2 separate regions of the Pelodiscus sinensis genome follow, and region 2 is linked to region 1. A link is a contact called in public Hi-C data. All regions are on one chromosome and are shown on one strand. The core of a region is the stretch at or near the end of the contact, and the rest is flanking DNA. Distances in the headings are between cores, read along the strand shown.

Region 1 (7,458 bases), core at 166-2,665:
CAGCAAACAAACTAGGACCTGATTCTTCATTGCCTTACCCCTTATGTACACTTTGTACTTCCAAATCAAAATGACCATGTATTACACCCACTATGCCGAATGTGAATGACTATACAAGGTCAAAGGGAGTGGATAACCAGATCTTATCCTTTGCAACCAATCTTCTACAGAACTCCCTCTCCATTAAAATGTCTATCCACCTCTAGCATATTCAACCCCTCCAAGAGTATTGTGAAGTCTCCAGGAATTAAAGATTGTTATATGATGAAACCTCCAAGAATATGTCCAATCAAAACTGGCAACCTTATTCACAATTTTATTCATATAGCTTTCCTGCTTCAGTTCCGGCTTAGGTGAAGAGTAGTAGCTAGCTATAAAGAACAGTGTACTATCAGACGGAAGGCGATTTTGCCTTTACCCACTAGCAAAAACTCTCAGCTCCTATTGGCTGGAACCCTACATTTTAGACTTATATTGAACTTCCTACAGAGACTTGGGCCCAATTCTCTTCCCTTGGTAGCTTTGGTGTATTATTTAACATAGGCCAGCCAACCTGTGGCTCTGAGGTCCGAGATGCTATGCAAGCATATAGAAAAGGAGGATGGATGCCTCAAGAGCTTTGCTTTTGCTGAGTGGCTGTTTTCAAGACCCTGTTAATCAAATAATCTACTTTTAACTGCTACGGGATAACGACTGGAACCGATAAACTGATGTTAGCAACAATGGGAATTTTCGGTAAAAATACAAGGTTCCCGTATTCAACTATCTCCCTCTAGATTGGACGATTTTTCTCTCTGTCCATGGGTGTAGCCCCTGCTTCCATGGAGGACAGATCCTGCTCTCTAAGGATTTGTTACAAGTTTCTTCCTGGAAGGGAGAGAGCAGTTTGTCTCTAGCACATATGGTCGGTGTTAGGGGTAGCAAGCAGGGCAGTTGCCTAAGAAGCTAAGTTATAGGTGGTGGGGCTCATGGTGGAGGCCCACTCCTTGGTTTCTGCCCTTGGTCCCAGTGAGTCTAACACTGGCCCTGCTGGGGGTGTGTCTGGGTTGGGAGAAGATTTTGCTTTGTGTATTTCACTAAGGTGCAGTGTAAATTCCTCGGGATTAGGGCAGCCCTTGGCTAGTGTGTATCTCCGTTGTACTGCCCCATGGGCCACTAGCCTGTCTAGTCTCCCTGGCTGCCACTGTAATACAAGTAATAAAGCTGAATGTTTCCACAAAGCTTCCCCAACTCAAATCCTCGCTCCCAGCTGGTTCCACAGCAAAGCCCTGCCCTGGCTCCGCCTGTTAGAAGGCAGCAGTGACCTGCGCTCCCCACAGGCACCCCTGGAGCGCCTTGTTCTCGTGCGCAGCCTCCCCACCCTTCCGCGGCGGCTGCCGCCGCTTCGCTCTCGAAACGTCAGTGGGAATTTCCAGCCAGGAAGGAAGTGAGAGCAGCAGCAGCAGGGGAGGGACGGAGAGAGAGTCAGAGGAGGCTGCTGGTGCGAAAGGGCAGCTGCTGACAGGTCCGTGGGACGGAGCCGCCCGGGGCGCACGCCCAAACAAGGGGGAAAACCCCGCCGCGCGGCGGCTGCACAGGAGAGGAGGACTAGGCGGCCGCTCCGCTTCGCAGCCTGGTTTACATGGCGCCGCGCTGACTCCGGCAAAAGGCGGCGGCAAGCGGCAGCGAAGCGCAAGGCAGAGCGGCTGCCCGGAGCGGGGCTCGCCCTCCCTGCCGGAGCACCGGGGCGCGTCCCGCCCGGAGGAGGAGCGGGGCTAAGGGGGAGACTCCGGCGTGAGGGTGAGCACGGAATTCGGTGTCGGGTCTTTGGCGGGGCCGGAGTCCCTCTGGTGCCTTTTTAAACCTTCGCCAGCTGGTTCACTTCCTCCTTCCTGGTCGGGCTGCCCGTCCGTCGTGCCTGTGAAACGGCTTGAGCTTCACGCCTGTCAGGTGCAGCGCGGCGTGGCCGAAGCGGTACCACTGCGGAGTGACTCCGGATTGGTAGAGCTGACAGCAGATTTTGGCCTCATTGGGTTTGTAATGAAAAAAAGAAGCTGATTGGGAGTGTATGGGTTGGGGAGGGGTGTGAGGGAGAAGAATAATGTTTTCTATTGAAATTTCACCTTTCTTCCTGAAAGCCCCTCTGGCCTTGTTCTGTCTCTCTCCTGCCACTGTCCAGCTCTCTCTTGGGTGAAGGGTGGTAGCCTGCTATAAAGTTCAGTGTGCTGTCAGGTGAGGCGATTTTGGCAAAGGGCAAGGAAGCAGACCCCACTTCTTTTGACACTTGGCATGGCAACTTTCATAACAACTGTACAGCTGTCAACAGAGAATTGACAGAACATGATTACAGTGAAACCTTTGTTATCTGGCACTCTGTTAACCAGAAAACTTTGGTAACCAGCATTGCCCCCAGCCACAATATTGTCACATCAGCAGGTGCACAGGCCTGGCTTGGTTTACCACGATTGGCTTAACAATTTTTTATTTAAGAAGTACTAATCATCTTCAACTCAAAATAGAAATGTGAGACCAACTGCCTCACACTATAAAACTACCAATGTTAAAAACTTGAGTTTTACTATTATTGTCCATTGGGTTTTCCTGGGTTGATGGGACCCTCAGATAACCGGAATTTTTAGATAACCAGAACACCCTAATCCCTGAGCATGCCAGATAACACAGGTTTTACTGTATTGAGATAAGATCTTATCCAAAAGACTGATATGCAGTAAATGGGACAGAGCTATTTTTCCATGGTGGAGCTGGATGGCTATTAGCTTTAAAAGCAAACAAAAGAGAAAAGAAGGGGAATTATTGGTAAAACCCTCTGTGCAGGTCCAAAGCAGTAGGTGCCCAGCAGGTGTTGCCTGTGCTAAGACTAGAGCCCATGTGGCTTGGCATACTGTACAGTAGCGTACTGAACCCTAGGTGGGATTACAAAATGAGAGCTCAGGTGTAGCATGTTTCTTGTTCTGAAAACCTCATTGCGTCCAAGTGTAGGCCCCTTACCTGTACAGGGGAGTCCGTCAATATGATTCATTTACTCTCTTTCCTGTTTTTCTTCATCATTGATTTATGGAGTCACTGGATTGGAAATGGAGTGTTACTGGTCACTTCACTAGGCTTTTAATAAAGTGTGATCCTTAGATGTTGTGTGGTGGATATTCTTTAAAGGATGACTGTCCACTTGATTTTTTTTCAATTGTGCAAATTCAAACATTCCAGTTTCTGTTAGAGCCATTTTAAATTTCATGCTTTGATATTTTTGTTAAAGAAAAACTCAAAATATTTTTTTCTACTCTTTTATTAATGTTTGTGAAGGGTTGTAAGCCAGGGAGAAGCTGACTCTACATAAAATACTAAAAGGAGGGAGAGATTTTTTTAAAACTTTGTCAGGATTTTTGTAATTACAGAAGAGGCTCAAAATTTCAGTGTTAAAATACAGCAATTTTCAAATGTCCCTTTGATTTCACATGTGAAATTCCCTCTTTATCTGAAAGAAAATCAAGTTTTCTACTATTTTGCATTGGTTGGGTTCTCTTAAAAACTATAAAACAATATAATCCTGTAAAGATTTTTTCTGATACTTTCAGTAATGCCATTCTAAATATAGGGAATACTACAGCAGACTTAAATACTTTCAAAAGCAGTAAATGGAATATTCAGTACTAAATGATGAAAATGAAATTGCAACGGATGGAAAATAATAGCTAATTAATTTTGTTACATTTTTCTCTAAAACTAAGAGGATTTAACTCTCCATTGTTTTTCATTGAGTGATATTTGTTGACATGAATGAAAGGAGGATTATTAAGTTACTGTCTTCATGTGAACAAAAAAAAGTATATAGTTTCTGCAAAAAATGGAGACTGCATTAAGGTGAATTACAATTTGTGGCCTTGATTCTCACCTCCCCCCCCCCCCCCAAATGCTTCTGTGTATGAGTAACTTTACCCACACAAGGGTAAGTAAATACACATGTAAGAGTTTTCAGGATTGATGTTTTACATATTAAGTATTGCTATTGGATTAACAAGACATTTCAGTATTCAATTTAAAAATGGTAACTCTTAAAAGGCACTAGTCTTTGTTAAAACTTACACACACTTACTAAAATGTAAAGTTTGAGAGGAAAATTATAGATAACACAAATAGACAAATTTAAGTCCTTTTTATCTCTCTTTCTTCCAAACAAGAGCAATCTGAGATAATACTAAAGGGTTTGATGTTCCAGTCCAGTATCCCAGATGTGCAGCAATGTCACTTCATAAAATTGATATAATGGGTGAAGAATGTGACCGTTTTGTTTTCAATTCTGAGATTATTTGAATCTTAGTGTGAATTTGTTTACTTTTCTAAATATTCTGCTAGCCAAAGAAGGATTATTTTTTTCTGGTTTAGAGCCACACTTTTGTAATTTGAAAAGAAAAAGGGGGGGGGGGAGGAGGAGATTATTGCTGATTTTTTTTTTAAAGATATTTGAAGAAAGATTTTGTCATCTATGGTATTTTGGCATCTATATTGATCAATGAGCAATAATTGAGCTGCTAAAATTAGAAATAGACCACTATTTTAAAACTCAGATGTGTATCTTCTGGTATAAATTGCCATAGTTCTGTGATTCATTGATATTCAAGTCAATGAAGCTAAGGAGGGATGGGCAAAAGGGGGGGCAGTGCTGTGCCTTGCCCTTGCCCTTAGTTTGCCCCCCACCTAGGCTTTTCATAGGTCTATATGCTCTGTATAGCTTCTGCTTCCTCTCCCTCACTCACTCCCCTCCTCCCCCAACTTTTCAGGCTGTAATATAATAATATATAATATGATATATGCTGACACACAGCTTCCTCCTTCCCTCTCCCAAAGTATTTCTTAAATGATTACCCCAAATCTGTGGTAATGCATACCAGTTGAGGATCTGCCCGCAACATTTATATACTTGGATTTTTATTTAGCCCTCCATGGACTAACTTTGGTAAAGAATCTGCAAGAACCGTAAATAATTTCAGATCGCAGTATTGAATTTAATAGATGGGATGCTTTTCTTTTCCCTTCCTGCCCAGAGTTCCCCCTCCCCATTGCCCTTTTAATGGAAGAAATGCATGTCAACAAAAAAAAGTCATCATGAAATTAAATTAGTTTCATTAATAAGTAGTCAATAAGTTCTAGAGAGAGTTAAGATGATGAAACTGAGAATGATTTGGTTTCATTTTGGTGTGGTGTTGTGTAGGTCTAAAAGCACTAACTTCCTTAGTGAAGTAATTTTGTGACTGACAGGAAGCCCCTTGGCTGTTTCAGTCCTTTCATGAACTTTGAAGCTGTTTTGCACTGTGAAAAATGCCATTGGCAGGGTGGGGGGGGAGTGCTTGTGATGAAAAGGGAAAATGAGGAAGGAATGATTGGAGGAGGCAGAAAGGGATGGAGAGCTCTGTTTTAGTGCCACCTTTTAAACTTTTCTTACTTCTTACAGTTATATTGAAGTTTCACAATGATTTTAGATATTTTTTCCAAAGCTTGATTTATTTCTCTCATTTGGTTTGGACTACATGACTTCAGTATTGCTTAGCGATAGATAACTATAGGAAGCATTGTTCCATCACAAACTCAACACTTGGTAAATATTGGAATTTTCATGAAAAATTGAGTTCCCCTTTCTGATCTGTTTCGCTTTGTCCTTTTTACTTCCCATATGCTGCTCCCTCAAATATTGAGCAAACTCAGAAAATGCCCTTTAATGGTAGGACCTCCTATGGTGTTTCTCATGTACAGTGGCTCTGTTCTAGGAGCATGAGAACCACCTGGAAGCCCTTTCCGTGTACAGTAAACTTCCAATAATCCAGCACTTTTAGGACCCAGGGGGTGCCGGATTATCAGATATGCCAGTGTACCCGAAGGAGGGCTATGGGGGAGGGGTTGGTGGGGAACTGCACAGCCTGGGAGAGGGCGTTGCTGCGGGACCAACCCGGCAGCACCCCAGCTGCTCTGCCCCCAGCTTCCCCAAGTCAGCTGCTGGTCAGTCACTGAGAACCAAATGGTTTTATTCATTTATATAAGTTTTCTGTACAAAGAGAATCTATTGGTCAGAAACCTCTGTGGTCTTTGGACACACAGTTTTATCAGACTATGTATCATGAGATATGACTTGAAAACAAAACAGTCCTCCCTTGTAGATTGCTTTTGTGACAGCTATAATTTTAAAGGTAAACATATCATTATGGGAGAGGGAATCTTATTTACTGAGCATGCAAGGAAGTTTATAAATCTAAATTTCTTTTGATTTAGTCATGAATTTATCCTGCAGAGGTTTTCTGCTCCAAAGGTGAAAATAGTGGAGTTAATTATAAAAGCAATGAAAAAAGAGATAAACATTCAGCTCTCGGTCATTTTCACCTCTGGCCCAGTCAAATTATGCCTTAAAGGTCTCATATAATGGCCACTATATGAACTGTGTGGTAGACTTAGAAAAATTTGCACTTGCCAAAATCGTAATCACAACTCTCACTAATTATGAAGTTAGTCCAATCGTGAACTTGCTTATTGTCCAATTTTGTCTCAATAATTATGCCTTCATTTCCTAAAGGTACTAAAGCACGTGCCTAGCACATGAGCAGTTCCATTGAAATCCATGGGACCACTTCTATGTTTTATGTTAAGTATGTGGTTAAGTACCTTGTTACATCATGGTCTGTCTCTGTTGGCAATTTCAGCTGACAGGACAAAGACTAAATAAGCGTGTTTCTGAATTATTTTGTCCATCCCAATTTTAGAGGTAGAAGCTCTAGATTAGGGTTGAGCCGCAGTGGCAGACAGAGCACCAGCACAACTCAATCTTATCTCATCTGAGGAAGTGGGTTTTGCCCACGAAAACTCATGGTACTCTCTCTCTATTTTTGTTAGTCTCTAAGCTGCCACAGGACGACTCAATGTTTTTAAAGTTACAGACTAACACAGCTCTGAGACTTTTAAATTCTCCCTGTAAGGCACAGAATTGTGTACAGTCAAACACTATGGCCTAGATTAACAAAAAAAATTACACATGGCAAGACTGAGCATTGCCATGCCTCATTTTCAGGCACCTAGAAAATACATACTTGGTATGTAAAAGGGTGAAGAACAGATGAGGCACTAGATATGATAATGTTCTTTAAAATCAGATTTTTCTCACAGGCCAATGGACAAATTCATAAAAAAGCAGTAGAAGGATCCCTATAATTTTCTAATTTCACTATAATATTTTGTGTCATATAATATGGATTATACTGTATAGAGAGGAGGCCTGAGCAATTGTTGCCATTTGTTTTGTTTTATATGGATTAAATCCCAAACAACCTGAGTTCCACCTCCCAAATCTCATTTTGAAAACAGAGTTCAGCTCCTCAAAACGCAGAATTTTACAAATGGCCTGTCGTTGCTGTTCTTTGTCTTACCTATATTATTTGCTGATTGTCAGGACACCACTGACCATTCAGAAGGTCAGCTCTT
Region 2 (7,521 bases), core at 3,242-5,741, 320 kb after region 1:
CACATTAATGCATTTTTCGAGAATGGAAGCAAAGCTCTCGTGGTGTAGCAAGAACATCATTTCATGTGCTTTTCATGGAAGAGTTGAAGGAGTTCACTCTGATTTAATTTCCAATTTGATAATGAAACAGTTCAGTACAGGTATCTGAGCTAAATCAAAATAGCAAAGCTAGAGAGGAGCTAAGAAGGGAAAAAGAATAATGAAGCTTTTAGACTTACTAGAGCAGCTGCTCTTCCAATTCCTTGTGCTGCTGCCGACAGCAGTATTACCTTCCCGTCAAGCCGACCCATGCTGCACTCTGCAGGGATTCAAACAAGTTCTGTGACATTTCGCAAAAGGAAAAGGAGTTAACCTGAGCTCCAGGGAGTTGGGAACAGATGCTTTCTATAATCCAACAGGTGACTCAGAGCATTTGCCACTCAAGAGAACTGGAGAGTGCCTTGTTCTTCTCCCAAGCTAATGATGCATCCATTTTGTACATTGGGATTATAAAATGAGAGGCTTTAAAACCAAAGCTTTCAACAACAGGACTTGCCTTATTCCTATAGGCCAATCAGAGACTCCAGTGTCCTTCCGCAAAGTGTGACATCAGCAAAATGCACAATAGGCTACCAAACTGAGCAACTGAACACTGTACAGCAAATATAGACATCACATTGGATGTGTGGTTAGGCTGAGCTGCGGATGGTTTCTCAAGAGACCAAGGGAACAGATTAGAGTTGAAAACAGAAGGAGAATTATTATGCTAGACCTTCTGACCATCTTAGCCATTTTAGAAGTGTCCCTTCAACAAAGGGAAGATACAGTATGTCACTCATTAATATCATCATCAATCATCAGGAGAAGTTCAGGCTGGAATTTGCAAAGATGACCAAGAGATTTGGATGCCCAGCATCCATTAGAATTGAAAACAGTAAGTCCTCATTTAATACGATAGATGCGTTTCTGAAAATGTTCGTGCTAAGTGAAACGTGCTATGTGGAGTCAATTTTCCCATTAAAAATAATGGAAAAGGTGGGGGTTGCGTTTCAGGTGGTGGTAGCAAAGTCAGCTTTTTGTTGGTGTTGGGTAGTCAACGTCAACATTAGCTATCTAGCAACACAAGATATCTAGCAACACAAGTCACTGCGGTTCATTAAAACACAAAGATAAACACGTGCATGAGCGGAGGAGCGCTGTGACCATGTGTATTCATCCGCTCATGAGTTTTACTACCGTTTTCACCAACTTATACCACTGCACAAAGTAGTCCACCATTTGATTATTTTCGTGTTATTTCAGGGACGGTCGTGTTATTAGAAAAATGTTCCCTTAAAAAAAATCGTGCTATTGCGAAAATGTGTTAAGTGGGCATGTGTTAAATGAGTAATTACTGTAGGCAAATAGGCATCTAGATCCCATTGGTAGCTTTGACCGGCTCCACCTTCAAATGGACATGAATAATATATACTTTTGAGAAGTGAGGTGAAGCGAGTCTGTACGCCTGGATTTTAGATCGGGTAAGCCCACTTATGACCTGCCAGTATGGGTAGAACATGCGTGCGTGCAAGCTCCCCGATATCCTGGGAAGATTTGCAGGCCTGGCAATGCTTACCAGTTGGTAGCTTTCATAAGTTCCAAGATTCCAAGGCCGGAAGGGACCACTGTGACTAGCTAGCCTGGGCTCTAGTAGAACACAGACCATAGATAGACCTTCTCCCAGAAGGATTCCTGGCACATAGGCTGAGTGAAGAGGGTCTGTCTACCGAGGTGTAATGTGATAGCCTACGAAAATATAATCAATTCCAGCACTTCAGGGAAAGTTCTAGATATTAACGGGCAGAAAACTATTAATTTTAGTGAGAATCCAAAAACGAGAGAACCCTGATTTCTACTCATCTTCCAGAGCTCCCATTTGGTGCTCTAGGCTGAGAAAGCTCTTCCGTGCCCTCCTCAGGACTCTTCCAACTCTAGGATTCTGTGATTCTGCCAGTACATATTACAAGCAGCAGCGTCCAGGCTTATTTAAGCAGAGCTGTACATCCCCAGTCCGTGCTGAGGTCATAAAAAGAGCCTCATGGAAGGTGGGGGGGGGGGGGGGGGGGGAAACCATTCCCTACTGCCTCAACCTGACTGTTGCCAGTCAACAATTTTGTCGCTCAATCCAGCAACGTTTTCAGTCTGTTAGAGATTTTTCATGGTTTGCCTCAGTAAGTTCCTGTGACTTTTAATCAGATCTGGTGACGTTTGCTACATTTAGCCACAGAACTGCTAAACTGGCCACACAGGGGGGATTATTGGAGGCCTAGGGCATGAGGATGTTGGGACAAAGGGCTGGGGTATACTGGTTGTCAGGGGAGAACAAGTGGTTTTCTAATTGTTGGGGAAGAGTGTGATCAGGGAGTCAGAAGAGTGGGAACAAAACAGGGCCTGGACAGCAGGCCCATGTGCTCTGTGTGTAGAGGTTGGAGAGTCCCTGCTCCCTTGCAGGGAGGAAGGTGTGTAGGGGAGGGGAGAGAGAGGGAAAACAAAAATAAGACACCCCACCTCCCTAGGAGAGAGGGAGAACGAAAGGTAAATAGGGACCAGGGGAGGGAGGGGGAAAAAAAGACCCCTGGTGGCTGGAGAGGTTGGGGGAGGGGCATGCCATATGGGACCCCCCCCAAATCCCTCTTCAGCCCTCACCTCTCCCATTCCCTGAACTCCTCCACCACATCCACAAAGCCCTGCCCTGAGTCCTGCAGCCCCAACAGCCAGCTTTCTGTCCTGAAGGACCCAGGCAATGCCGGGTAAGTCTGCTAGTATTGAATATTATGGAATACAGTACACGATGCAGGTCTTCCGTCTTATGCTTTCTTAATCAGTATTTCTAAGATCTTGTATTTTAAATGTACTGTTAAGCCTTCATTAATTAATTATTCCAGATTACTACATATTGAACTCACTAATAGACATTTTAAAGCAGTCACAGAGGTTTATGCGTCTGAAAAATCTATCCAAGTTTTTTTTTTTTTTTAAAAACAGATGTTATTTTATCATCATATTTGGCATCAAACTAATGGAATATTTTGAATGTGGATTTTAAACTAAGGTCCTGTAGACTAACCTGTTCTGAGTAAATATGACCATAAAGCACCACAGTTTATCAGTCAATTCAGAAACTGACAGTATATACCTGGGGGTTAGCAAATGCCTGTTAAATAGCTTCATTACCACTTGAATGGCTTTTCCACTTGTAAGATACTAGATCCCCCTCCTATTCACCAGGCGCAGCAGCCAGCTGGGGGAGCCCGCAGAATAGGGATAGGAAGAGGCAGCAATTTGGGCATTCGGTCCCAGGGGAGGCAGAGCCTCCCTTTCTATACACAGCACCCATGGCAGCAGTATGAGAAGGTAGTTTCCCTCCCACAGGGTCTGGCCCATCATTTCTCCTTCCAGAGCGGGCAGATGAGGACTGGCCTGGGCACTCGGTTCCCGAGAGACAAGGGTTCAGGAGTCAGACCACTGATCCAGCTCTTCTAAAACAGGACCAGATGCTGCTCTGGAGTGTCAAGCACAACCTCTAGCTCCCCCCCCCCCCCCCCCCCCCCCCCCCGCCGCCTACCCCCCGCCCATCACTGCATTCCCATTTGGGTTAAAAAAGGATTTGGCTAATGCACAGAGCTCAACTCACATGAGCAATGAAGGGTGCAGCCCCCTCCAGTAATGTGATAACATGGCAGACTAGATGCTCATTAGGAACTGAACTGGCAGTATCCAGTCATTTCATTTTTTGATTTAGGCCAGTTTTTATAGCACATCTCCTGCTATAAAGGGTTAATGCACAACATACTGCCCCACCTATTGCCAACCCACAGGCACCAGGTTTGGTGAGGAGAGGCAAGAGCAACCTGATTCAGGAGAGGCAAGAGCAACCTGGGAGTTAGCTGAGGGCCCTGGTCCATCCCACTTCACCCTGGAGAAGAGGTGAGGATGGAGGGGTCAGAGCAGGGGTGAGTCGCTTGCTGCTATCAGCTCCAGACCCTCCCGACCCCGCTACTGTTCCAGGTCGCTTTGGTCCCCACAGCTTCTGAAGCACAAGGCCCCTCAAAGTGGGAGTGCAGGACAATTGTCCCAGTCCATCCTATGAACAGCTGGCTCTAAAAATATAGACTCAAACATGGGTGGAGCCAGGCCCCACATTCCTGAATATTGGTGGAACCATGGGCCCACAACTCACCACCCATGTTCCAATCACTAGGGAAATGAGAACACACAAGTGTATAAATGCACTAGCTTGTTTCTCAGACTCTTACTCATAACTTTCCTGACTGTTTTTCCAAATGAAACTAACAGGATGAAAGATACAGCATTGAGTAAAAAAAGTCACCCACCTCAGGATTTCCAGCAACACCTTTCAGGACTTACAGACCTGACCGAGTGCTGTACAGGGGAAAAGTACAATTTTTCGGACTGCATGCTGGGTGTTGTAGTTCAGCTGGTAAATTGCTTTTCAAGACAACGCTATTCTCTGATGAAAAGTTGCAATACTGCCATCTAGTGAGGCTTGAGGTATAGAAACACTTATTAGCACTCGAGAAGCTTGTCAACATCGCCTGAAAGTTACTCTAAACAAACAAGCCAACCCCTCAAAACAAAACCACAAAAAAAAAAAAAAAAAAAAAAAAATCAAATCAAACTAAACATAAATGAATTTATTTTCCCACAACAGTTTATATGGACTATCCATCAGTCACCACAAGTTCAAGGAACAAAGAATACACAATACATATGCAACAACATTTTGCTGACAGAGCAACAAAATGAGATAGAGGATGCCTCACGGATTCCCAGAGAGCTAGCAGACAGCGTGATAAGTCCTGCTAGAATGGCTAAGGCAGGACAGTGGGTGTTTCAGGAGTTTGTGAAGGAATTGGTCCAACTACAGCAGTAAATACAGAATCTGACAAGCCCTCCAATGGGGAAAGATGTGAGGGAGGGAAGGGTGGTGCTGGGACTCTATGGATTGGGCTCTGAAGCGGATCCCAAAGGGTTCTTGCTCATCTTCAAAAGATTTGTGACTGGTGCAGGCTGGGTTAAAGGATTAAGGGCCCTATGGTTAGCCCCTTATGTGTCAGAAGCCCAAGCTGCTAACATGTCACTGAGCAAGGAGCAGGCCCAAAAGTACAGCACGTTAAAGGCTGCCATATTGGACCAGACAGGCTTAGTTGGTGAAAGGTACCAGCAGAAGTTTAAGAGACTTACCTTTGCCCTGTAACAGTTTATGCAGTCTTCTAAATGTATCACTAAGGCCAGGTGAGGAGACACCACCAGAGACAGAGGCTGTGGTAAAACAGGGGAATACAATAAAAGTGGATTTTCAAAGTAAGGTGGCTTGCCTGACAAATGGGAGAAGAGTAAAAAAGGTTGAACTCCTCAAGCAGTCAAATCCATGAGCATGAGGCAGAAGAGGAAAGCCACTTGGGCTGAGTGGGATACAACCCATCAGTGTGGGGGGAAAGGCCACAGTAAGCAGGTTTGCTCATACATGGAATTAACTAGGAAAATACTGTGGGTGGACTGTGGTGATAGGGAGCACTGAGGGAAAACACAGTTTATGTAAGGGTGGGCCAACAACCACATGGGAGGGTTACGGATTCAGTAGCCAGTGGTTGTTTTGGGATGCAGAGCCTCTGGAGCTGGCAAAAAAGTCTTCCCTGCAGCAGACTATGAGGGGCTCTCTCCTCCTTGTGAATGGTTATGCTGCTGGTTGAGCCGTCACACATGGGTGCCCATGCTGGCATTTCCTAACACTTCAGCTGGCAACCTCAGCAATGACCTTTTTAGGTGTAATTTCCTGTTTGTTTTTTAAAGCAAATTGACAAAACAAATGCCAGCATGTGACATGACTGGTCAAAGGCATTAGAACTTGTAGATCCACCACATGAAGCCCTTTTGCTATTTGGGCTAATGGAGTAATTGGTAACAGTAATAAGCTGTCATCCTCTATGTGGACCAGCACTGGAGGCAAGGGTGGGTGGGAGGGAGAGAGAGAATTTACCAGAAGGATTCAGGGCCATTTATGGGTGTAGCAAAACCAGCAAGACTTAAGCATGCCGGTTCCATTCCAGACTCTAGAGTGGAGTATGCATGTGATAGCGTGTACAGATTCTTTTTTGATCCTGTACTCTTCCCTGCTCTGGCTTCTCATCCCAGGCTTGCTCTCATTTAGCCAGTTCCAATCTCAATTCCTCAGGCTTCTCATCCCAGTCCCAGACTCCTTGTACACTCATCTCCTTCATCTCACTCCATTGTTTCCAACTGTGCGCCCTGTAGTAAGATGAAGGCATAAAACATAAGCCAATGTAGACCAGGCTGGTCTAAGGTCTAGCTAACAACACACACAAAACCTGGCTAACAAAAAGCAAAGCTAAGCTGTGAGCAAGAGGCAGGCTCCTGCTCACAGAACTTGGCATGAACAGGGCTGAGAGTGCAAAACACTAATTGGTAATAGGTCCAGGTGTAGAACAGTATTTGGTACTGGTCATAAGTTGAAAGCATATGAAAGCACCATCAGCTCATTAAAAAATGCCTTGGTACCCACTCCCCACAGATACCGACCCAGGTTCAGAAAAGGGTCTAAAGTGACAGCATGTTTGATAGAGAGGATTTATTCAAACCACGAGGTACAGGGCGATGGGTGGTATTTAAGTAGTGTCAGAGGGTGGCGAGCTGACAGTGTGGCAACCTGACGTATCAGCAGTGATGTATAATTTGTTTGTACCTGTATATAAAGTGGTGTCTTGGGGGGAGGGGAGGAAGGGCAGTGGGAGTTTCCCACTGGTTGAGCTGAGGCCATTGTTTTACGTACATGTGTGTCGTGCTTCAGTAGAGTCTACTGCCAACTATCACTGTACTTTGCTTAATAATAAACCTGGCTGGGCACCTTTGATCTTTATCTGGTTTGTGGTCTTTGGGGGCCCTCGCAGGGTCTGCTGTGGTCATTGGGCCCACATCATAGAATCATAGAGCTGGAAGAGACCTCAGGAGGTCATCAAGTCCAGCCCCCATCACCGAGCACACACGCAAGCAGCCTTCTGGTTATCATCAATCGACAGAGCCATGATGGCAGTAAATCCTCTTAACTACACATCCAGTTCTGTCTTATCTGTCCTTGCCAGTCAATCCAAATCTCATCCTCCGGACTCCTTGACAGTATCCTGGCACAACTATTCACAGTTCCCTGTTCACAGCTCCTCAACCAAGCTGTTTTTCCTCCCTTCCTCACTTGATCCCTTCTGCTTATCGCAAAACTCATCCCCACTAACTCCCGGATCTCCAGGTCCTCATGCATTCTCAGGACATCCTCTAACCTAACTCCATGTCACATTTCTTGCACGTCCAGTCACAGTTCTCTTCCTGCTCCCTGGCTCATCAAATGTTTCCCCTCTCTCTTGCCCCCTTAAATCTTTGGTCAAATTGCCCAGCCTTACCAATCATCTCTTCCTTTTCAGGCTCCTTAGCACAGCCTACTCACCCTGCCCAGGCAGGTTTCACTCTTTT

What was found. A called contact is a pair of places that touch in the nucleus more often than the background predicts.
Region 2: a Hi-C map of blood shows a contact between it and region 1, with 3 times the contacts expected there. The contact joins the promoter of BDH2 here to the promoter of NFKB1 in region 1. A contact is called at or near these places in 3 of 5 Hi-C or Micro-C datasets (blood, liver and an unstated tissue).

What each region holds. Positions count from the first base shown.
Region 1 is chr5:24,944,365-24,951,822 of ASM4963464v1, forward strand. NFKB1 (nuclear factor kappa B subunit 1) reads left to right here and starts at 1,416. Exons shown (of 24, transcript XM_014575416.3): 1 at 1,416-1,779.
Region 2 is chr5:25,265,410-25,272,930 of ASM4963464v1, forward strand. It overlaps BDH2 (3-hydroxybutyrate dehydrogenase 2), which reads right to left and starts at 4,492. Exons shown (of 10, transcript XM_006126885.4): 1 at 4,353-4,492; 2 at 219-298. The coding sequence starts at 290.